Regions from separate parts of the Mus musculus genome. Here regions 1 and 3 are each linked to region 2. The links are chromatin contacts, called in public HiChIP or PLAC-seq and Micro-C maps. All regions are on one chromosome and are shown on one strand. Each heading gives the region's core, a stretch centred on a gene start, on an enhancer-like site or on the middle of the called end of the contact. The rest is flanking DNA. Distances are from core to core; before and after follow the strand shown. Region 1 holds the start of Stk11ip (serine/threonine kinase 11 interacting protein). Region 2 overlaps Gm32275 (a long non-coding RNA gene). Region 3 overlaps Obsl1 (obscurin-like 1).

The links. Hi-C and Micro-C count contacts between places; a contact is called where the count stands out from the background. HiChIP or PLAC-seq counts read pairs in DNA pulled down with a chosen protein or histone mark.
Region 1: a contact with region 2 is called in a Micro-C map of embryonic stem cells, with 2.9 times the contacts expected there. The contact joins the promoter of Stk11ip here to the enhancer-like site in region 2. A contact is called at or near these places in 1 of 39 promoter capture datasets (pre-B cells), 4 of 484 Hi-C or Micro-C datasets (CD4 T cells, CD8 T cells, effector CD8 T cells and 1 more), 3 of 115 datasets of contacts at active chromatin or transcription factors (CD4 single positive thymocytes, bone marrow-derived macrophages and large pre-B cells) and 1 of 9 other capture datasets (adipose tissue).
Region 3: an H3K27ac HiChIP or PLAC-seq map of embryonic stem cells shows a contact between it and region 2, with 2.3 times the contacts expected there. The contact joins two enhancer-like sites. A contact is called at or near these places in 2 of 115 datasets of contacts at active chromatin or transcription factors (bone marrow-derived macrophages and embryonic stem cells) and 1 of 9 other capture datasets (liver).

The regions. Positions count from the first base shown.
Region 1 is chr1:75,520,091-75,522,952 of GRCm38.p6, reverse strand. Stk11ip (serine/threonine kinase 11 interacting protein) reads right to left here and starts at 1,424. Exons shown (of 25, transcript NM_027886.3): 1 at 1,311-1,424; 2 at 1,104-1,189. The coding sequence starts at 1,164.
Region 2 is chr1:74,823,916-74,826,615 of GRCm38.p6, reverse strand. Gm32275 (a long non-coding RNA gene) reads left to right here. Exons shown (of 3, transcript XR_373533.3): 2 at 1,130-1,256. Among named protein-coding and RNA genes, the nearest start is that of n-TGgcc3, 8.4 kb to the right of the region's middle. Within about 2 kb of position 1,380, at least 46 of the 459 cell types and tissues checked have an H3K27ac peak or open chromatin away from gene starts, as enhancers often do. A contact at or near this core is called in embryonic stem cells, where this site is marked.
Region 3 is chr1:75,494,106-75,496,805 of GRCm38.p6, reverse strand. All of the region lies in intron 8 of Obsl1 (obscurin-like 1), which reads left to right. Among named protein-coding and RNA genes, the nearest start is that of Obsl1, 11 kb to the left of the region's middle. Within about 2 kb of position 1,420, at least 23 of the 459 cell types and tissues checked have an H3K27ac peak or open chromatin away from gene starts, as enhancers often do. A contact at or near this core is called in embryonic stem cells, where this site is marked.

The DNA of each region.
Region 1 (2,862 bases), core at 175-2,674, 700 kb before region 2:
AAAGGCACAGCATGGGAGTAATTATTAACACAAACCAGAAAATGAACTGCCATCAAGAGACTCCAAGGATGCCATGGTGGGAGTATATAGATATGGAGCACTAATGCCATCGAGGTCACACATTCCAAATGACAGCTGCTTCATCTAGATCTCATCCTTATCTCCTAAAGACATCCATTAACCCCACCTTACAGATAGGAAAGCCGGGGCTCAAAGAAGAATCTCTCCTTTCTGTGTGTGTGGGGAGGATGCTAGGGATTATAAGTCAAAGTTTTGTACATGCTAAACATATGCTCTGCTACTGAACTATATCCCCAGCTCTCAAAGAATCATGATTGTGATCATTTAGCTGATGATGGCAACCACATAACAAACAACATAGTGCCAGGCGTGGTGGCACATGCCTTTAATCCCAGCACTTGGGAGGCAGAGGCAGGCGGATTTCTGAGTTCGAGGCCAGCCTGGTCTACAAAGTGAGTTCCAGGACAGCCAGGACTACACAGAGAAACCCTGTCTCAAAAAAAAAAAAAAAACAAAACAAAAAAACAAAACAAAACAAAAAAAAAAACAAAAACCAAACAACACAGTGATCTTTGCCATGCCCAGGCACTGGGGCAGCAACTATAGTAACACTATCTTTTGAACACTTATTATGCATGCATGCACTGCACTAAATAAGCTAACTAAAATCCCGCTATCTTTTGCGTTCAATACAATCCCTATGCTAACCTATCTGAGAAGAATACTGAGGGTCTAAAAACTTATCCAAGTCTGATAGAGGGTTGGGACTAACCTATGTGGGTCTCCAAATCTCTGGTGTCTAAGGTGCTTATACTTGGCTTTCGGTACAAGTGATTATGTTCTTGTCTGCAAGTGTTTAATCTATTAATGATCCCTTTCCTCTGGAGAGTTAAGTGCTATGAGAGATGGATAGAGTTTAGACTGTCAAAGGCATGACTGTAAACAACGCGTCACAAGGAACACACCCAGAAGACGCCGGCACCTCGTGACCCCGCCGGCAATGACTCGGTGATTCCCGGCGTTTCTGGACAGTATCGAACACACCTAGAACTCCCAACCAAATAAGCCAGAAGTCCACTCACCCGACTCCCGCAAAAGTCCCGCCAGCTTCCACACTACTGAATCCCGCGGAGCGGTCGTCATAGCCACGGGACGCTGGGGGCGGAGCCTGGGGAAAGGGGAAGCGGAAGAGCCTCAGGTGGGCAACAAAAGCCCAGAGCTTTCGTGCAAATGGAGGCGTCGCGCAATGTAAAAAGTAAGCATCAGCTAAAAAGAACGATCTCTCTGACCCCTTTTCCAAAAAGCATTGGGCCTCGGGAGCCCATGGGCCCGCGTAATTCGCACTCCAATCACTTTGGCAGCCGGGCTCTTTTAGGGCAGGAAGTCCCGCCCCGGAAGGCAAAGGACCTACCGGAAAGCATGCCTTCGCTACCGGAAGCCACGCCCTGGGCGAGCCGATGTGTCAGTAGGACGGAACTAGCCGGGATTAAGCCCCTAACGGGGCCCCAGGTCTAGCTCGGCTCTGGGTGGCCCCTTCGGCAGAGAGAGAAACCTGACTCTTGTTTGCAGACTGGGCGGGGAAGCAGAGCTTGGAGAAATGGGATCTTGTATTAGAAGGAAAAGAACTCATCCAAAACAAATACTGATCTTCCAGTTACATAGCTGTCCTGTCCTTGCGAAGTTCTTTTATATCAGCCAGAAGGGCTAAGGCTGGCAGGGATGCCACTCTCAAACCCCCTTTGCTGTCATAGTCCTCAGTCTCTAGACTTATTTTTCCTTAGGGTTTAGCACACTCTCAAATTGGTCCCTGGTCTCTGATTTCAGAGCTCTGGAAGCAGAGGCAGGAGGGTCTCAGTGAGTTCAAGACCAGCCAGCTCTAAATAGTGAGTTCCAGGCTAGCCAGGGCTGCATAGTGGGATCCTATCTCAAAAACAAAAATTAGTCACTGGTAATGACCTGAACCTGTATTTGTTTTGTTTTGTTTTTAACTGTATTTACAGCTCAGTACACCTAACTAAAAGTGGTTTTCCTAAATTTGAAAATAAAATATATCAATAATTAACAAAAGCAAGACTGTTGAGTTTTCTACTTCCAAATTGGCACTGTAGCTTTTTTTTTTTTTTTCAAGATAGGGTTTCTCTGTGTAGCCCTGGCTGCCCTGAAACTCTGTAAACCAGGCTGCCTCTGCCTCCCAAGTGCTGGGATTAAAGGCGTGCGCCGCCACCACCACCCAGCACCACTGTAGTTTTTACCCTGGCTCTTGGTCTGGCAGTTGACATCAACTTCTGGTCTACATTATGAAAACATTTCTTAGGATGGAGTGACTAGCTAGGCTTGGGAGGGGAATGTCTTTTATGAAACAATCCTTTCTAACACAAGAAAGTTAAACATGAAGTGTAGGACTGAAGAGATGGCTCAGTGAATTAGAGCACTGGCTAGGCTTCCAGAGGACATGGGTTCAAGTCCCAGTACCCACATGGCGGCCCACAGCCATCTGTAACTCCAGTTCCAGGTGGTTGTACAATCTCTTCTCATCTCCATGGGCACAGCACATGCATGGTGTAGAGGCATTCAGGCAAAACATTCATACATGCAAGTGTTTGCTTTTAATGAAAAATCTAAAGAGTAGAGTTGGAGTCAGTCAGTTTTAGAGGTGGTGGAAGGCTTCTCTAGCCTGAACAAACTTCCTATATACCGTCTCATGGATCTGGGACATTTTGTGCAATTGATAATCCATTACATAGCAACTGTCAGTCCTTGTTTATCGATCACCTGAAGCTGGCCATGGGGGAGGAGCCATAACAATCAAGTCAACTGTATCAAGCCAAATTCTCATAGGCA
Region 2 (2,700 bases), core at 131-2,630:
TGCATTGCCCCAACAGAGTCTAAAAATCACCAACACTCTCTCAGCCACAGAAACCAGAGTTCAACTGTTAAAGAAACTGAATGTGTAGCTACAACCTTCCCATCAGGGACACCCTAAGCTCTGGTGGCTCTGACATTTAAAAGAAGAAATAGGGCCAACTCCTCAAATTCTTCCAGACAACTGGACATGGGTCATGTTAAATGTTCACCATCCAGGTCAGGACTTTCTCTTTTTAAGATTGGTTTTCACTTTATGTGTATGAGAAACCCACATGTGGATCAGTGTCCTGAGGTGCCTGGAATTACAGAGTTTTGAGCAGCCACATGCATGCTGGGCACCATATTAGGGTTCTGTGCAGGAGCAACACACTGATCTTAACCAATGGGGAGAATGGACTAAACCTCTGAAACTGTAAGCAAGCGCCAATTAAATGCTCTCTAGAAGGACAGTTGCCATGGTCTCTTCACAGCAGTAGAACACTATAAATGAATACAAAGTTTCTGGTGGAATCAACAGTCTCAAATGTGATGGCTGCACAACCAAATGTTCTAAACGGAACTGTATACTTATATGTAAGTTACAGAGTATGGGAGTTATGCCAATAAAGTTATTATTATTTAAACATCAGTAAATAACTTGTAATTAAACTAAACAAAACTTGTAATTAAAACAAAAAACAAACAAACAAACAAACCAGCTTGGCTTGGTGGTACATGACTTTAATCCTAACACTGGGAAACAGAGGAAGGCAAATCTGAGTTTGAGGCCAGCCTGGTTTACAGAGCTACAACGTGCTACACAGAGAAACCTTGTCTCAACACAACAAAACAAAACAAAATCAAAGGACATGGGGCCTCAGCACGGTTCAGCTGGTAAAAGCCTTCCTGCCAAGCTTGATGGTGATCCCTGAACCCACATGGTGAAAGGAGAAACCAGACCAAGTCCTCTAACCTAGAGAGAGAGAGAGAGAGAGAGAGAGAGATGTTTACAGAAATAAAAGGAAGAACATTCTAAAAAATCAAACACTTTTGATAGAAAGGTCCATAACGATAAAGCTCTTGCCTGTTTTTTCTTTTATTTATTTATTTGTTTGTTTGTTTGTTTGTTTACATCTGTGCCTGGGAGTCAGTTCATCCCTTCCATCCTGCTTCAATCATCAGACTTGGTTGCAAACGTCCTTCCCTGGATTCTCACCAGCCCTTGACTGCTCTATTGGCTGTTGTTAACTCCAACACCAAACAAAAGTCTCACAAATGGTAAGTAAAATTAAATAGTGACTGAAGGAATGCGTGCAAAAGCCCCCGTCAGGGAAGAGCACGGTTCACAGGTTCATCAGAGAAAAGAAAGCTCCCAGTGGGCACTGGGAAGACACTGGGAGTCTGCAACCAATTGTCTCAGTCTCCCTGCAGAGCCGTAGGAGCCACAGAAGGGTTTTAGAGAAGGTAGATCAGATTTACATTTGAAAAGAACGCTGACAGCTGGAGAAAGCCTGGAAAGATTAGGGCTTAAAAAGTTGGACTCTGCAACAAAGGAAAGTTAGTGACCTTGGAAAACTCAGTGCAGGTGGAGCCCGGGACTGACTGGAGGGGGCTGGAAAGCAAGTGTCGCAAACGGCATCTCTCTCTGCAAGGCCTCTTCTTCCGCCCTATGTCTCCAGGGAAACGGGCCCAAAATACACTTGGCTTAAAAAGTAACAAAGACATGTTCCTATGCATATTCACGCACAGCCGGCTCACCGCTCACCGGTCCATTCTGAGTCTGTTCAAGAATTGCTCACCCTGACAGAGGGAAAATTCATGCTCTCAGCTCCCACCAGATGCCTTCCATTGCTGAAGGAGAAAGGAGGACAAAGAAAGGCTGCACAGGACAGAAAACACAAAGTGTTCCCTGTGGCTTTACCAGGCCTCTCATTAGGTCCCTACAACCTAGAACCCAACCCTCGACACCTAAGACAGTGGGAAATTCTGGAATAAGGTGCTTGCCACGGGTGTGACTAAATGTCTGAACTCAGAACTGAAAAGATTGGTTTCTAGTTGAGTTTTCTCCAGCCATAGGCAAAACTATGGGCAAGCAATGTAACTTCTCTGAGTGTCCATCATCTCAAAAATGAAGAGAAAACACATGCCCTGACCTACTGACAGATGTAAGGAGGGGACAGACATGCAAGAAGAGATCTACATTCTGTGAGGCCAGAGCTCACCCAATTTCAATGAGCTCCTTAAGAAAAAGTGGTGGCGCACGCCTTTAATCCCAGCACTCGGGAGGCAGAGGCAGGCGGATTTCTGAGTTTGAGGCCAGCCTGGTCTACAAAGTGAGTTCCAGGACAGCCAGGGCTATACAGAGAAACCCTGTCTTGAAAAACCAAAAAAAAAAAAAAAAAAAAAAAAAGAAAAGAAAAGAAAAGAAAAAGAATATGAACACAGCCTTGGTCTACAAAGAAAGTTCCAGGAAAGCCAGGGCGACACAGAGAAGCCACCTTGGGGTGGGAGGATATAAGCACAAAAATACAAAAGTAGATACAAAATCTGAACGTTCACTTATACAAGAAAAATTTACACCCAAAGCCCCAGAGCTGAGGGTCAACATATAGGAAAACCACCACACAATCTTTGTTTAAAACAGGATCTGGCTGTCACTTGGGCCTCAACTCTCAGACCTCCCAAGCAGCTGGGACAACAGATGCACTCCACTGTACTGAGC
Region 3 (2,700 bases), core at 171-2,670, 670 kb before region 2:
AGGTCTAGCTGTGGTCCACCAGCTCACTGACTGAATGCCATCCAGGCTGGGTGCCTGGCTGGTGGTCAGTTAGCTGCCAGACTAGCTGGGAAGGCAGTTGCTATCCAGGGGTCACAAATGGGGAGACCCCCTTGGACTCTGACTCTATGCAGCCCACAGATGTGTTTTGTTTGGCCTGCAGAGTCATACCAAAGTCAGGACAGTCCAAATAACAACCCGGAGTTTTACGTCCTCTTGAAAAAGCCGAAGACCCGGCGGTTCTGGTCTCATTTCCCCCCATGGCGACGAACGGCTGGCACTGAGTAGCAGCTGCCCCATAGTATGGGGCCCCCATTTCTCTGTCCCACCCTCCCTGCCATTTCTCCTGCCTCTCCCCAGACTCCCTGAGCCATTAACTTAACCTATCTGGCCCTCACATTTGCAACCCCTGTGTTAAACCAATAAACGCACCAATAAACATTCCAAGAAACCTCATGGTAAATAAGTTCAATTAGGGTCCAGGGCTCCACAGAACAGCCAGGCAGGGAGGGCCTGGGCGGAGGTCTCACAGGGTCACTGTAGTATGGGCTGGGCTCCATGCATTCGACAGCATATGAACACACATGTATTTCCTCCTCAAAGAACACAGCCTAGTAAGAAAGCCAGACACATGTCAGGGCATAGGCTGTCAAGGACAGCATAGGAAACCCTGGGCTCGTGGCTGCTAACCTGGTCAGGGTAATGAGGATGTTTACCTACTTGTAATGGAGTTAGGCTGAGTTAAGGGGTGGGCTGAGAATAGTCCGGGTACCGGGGAGTCAAGGACAGCTAGAAATATGGTGGTGATTTGTGCCGGCCACCTCAGGACTACAGCCCACGGCACCATTCCCAGGGTGCATGGTCGTAGGGGCATTTAGTCAGTTCTGGACATCACAGAAGAACCCCAGTGGCAGCACAAGGACAACTACCCTATCTTCACGGTCCTGTTGCCTTCTTCCCTGACTTGCCCCAGGAGCCATGCCCAGGCAGAGCTGCTTAGGGAATTCCACTCACTATACCCCAGATGGAGCCCACAACTGCAACAAGGCTGTGGACACAATCTATTTTACAGCTAGAGACCTTCATTCTCTCAGTCCCAGCCCTGGCCAGACACAACAGCCACAACCACAAAGCACCCTACGCCTCACAGTAAAGTTCACACAAATGCCACCTCACCTCCAGGCCAGAGTGGATCAAGTCCCACACCAAACGGCCCAGCTCACTGCCCCAACATCTTCCACCGCCATCCCATATAGAAGAAGCTGCCTTCTGTAATCTCCTGGCCTTATCATGACTAGATCATACATTTTGAGAAAAGAATGCCCTGTGTCCTGTGGCTGGGTCTGGTGGAGAACTGAAAAATCCTAGACAGGGAAGCCCACAGTTCCCTAGCCAGGCCACAAGGGGGCCAGGTGTACTCTAGTCTTCTGGAAACTTAATTCGTTGGAGAACAAGACAGCGCGTGGTATTACGGGCAAGCTTGGGCTTGCTGACGGTCTACTAATATTGACTTAGCTCCTTTTCTGTGGAAGAATGGCCTGTGCTTGAGGTTGAGCTCACTGAAACAGTGTAGCATCCCTGGGATACTTTTAGACAGGTATTAACTCTGGTATACAAGAAGTATTCCCTAGTTGCTGCACGTGGGTGGCCTGGATTCGCCCCAGTGCCTGCAGCAGGAGAGCCTTTTAGAACAGAATGCTTCTTCCTTCTGCCCAGGAGCTAATAGCTGTCTGGGACCTTAAGGGCAATTCATTGCTTAATCATTGCATGCCTCAATTCTTTCATCTGGAAACCGGAGACAGCACAGTGCTCTCCTCCAGACATCAGCGTGAGGCTAAAGGCTCAAAGTGTTCGGCACAGTAACTGGAGAGTTAGGAGGTGTTCGTTGTTTACAGATCCTGATCCCACTCCTGCACAATTTGTAAAGCCCCCAAACCCTCAAAACCAAATGCTAAAAGTTTAGCAGTTGTCTGGTATGATGGTGTATACCTTTAATCCCGGCACTCAGGAGACAGAGGCAGGTGATTCTCTGTGATTTCTAGGCCGTCCTGGTCTGCATAGTAAGTTTGAGACCAGCCAGGGCTATGTAGTGAGATCAGAGGTTTGACAGTCAAATTTATTACATTAAAACTGAATTTAACTGATGCATTCTCTTTTTAAAAAAGATTTATTTATTATTATATCTAAGTACACTGTAGCTGACTTCAGACACACCAGAAGAGGGCATCAGATCTCATTACGGATGGTTGTGAGCCACCGTGTGTTTGCTGGGATTTGAACTCAGGACTTCCAGAAGAGCAGTCAGTGCTCTTAACTGCTGAGCCATCATCTCCAGCCCCTAACTGATACATTCTTAATTATTCTTTAATTATCTGGTAGGGCTAGTCTATATCTGCATCTTTGTTAGATTTGACTGTGTCTTCTAGTATATCTTGCCAAGGGTAAATATATATTAGACAGCAAAATGTTAATGGGAATCATTTTAAGGGGCAGAGGCAGGACCTGAAGGGTAGCTAGCTACCAAATGAGAAATGCATCCTTTTAAAGTCCAGAAGATACTGGATTCTGTAAGTGTCTAGTCTTGGGGATTTGAAGGACAGGTCAGGGACCTATTGTTACTTATTACTGTGCTACTCGGAACTCAGGACTGTTATTAGCACATGGGCAGCGGGGCTCACGTGC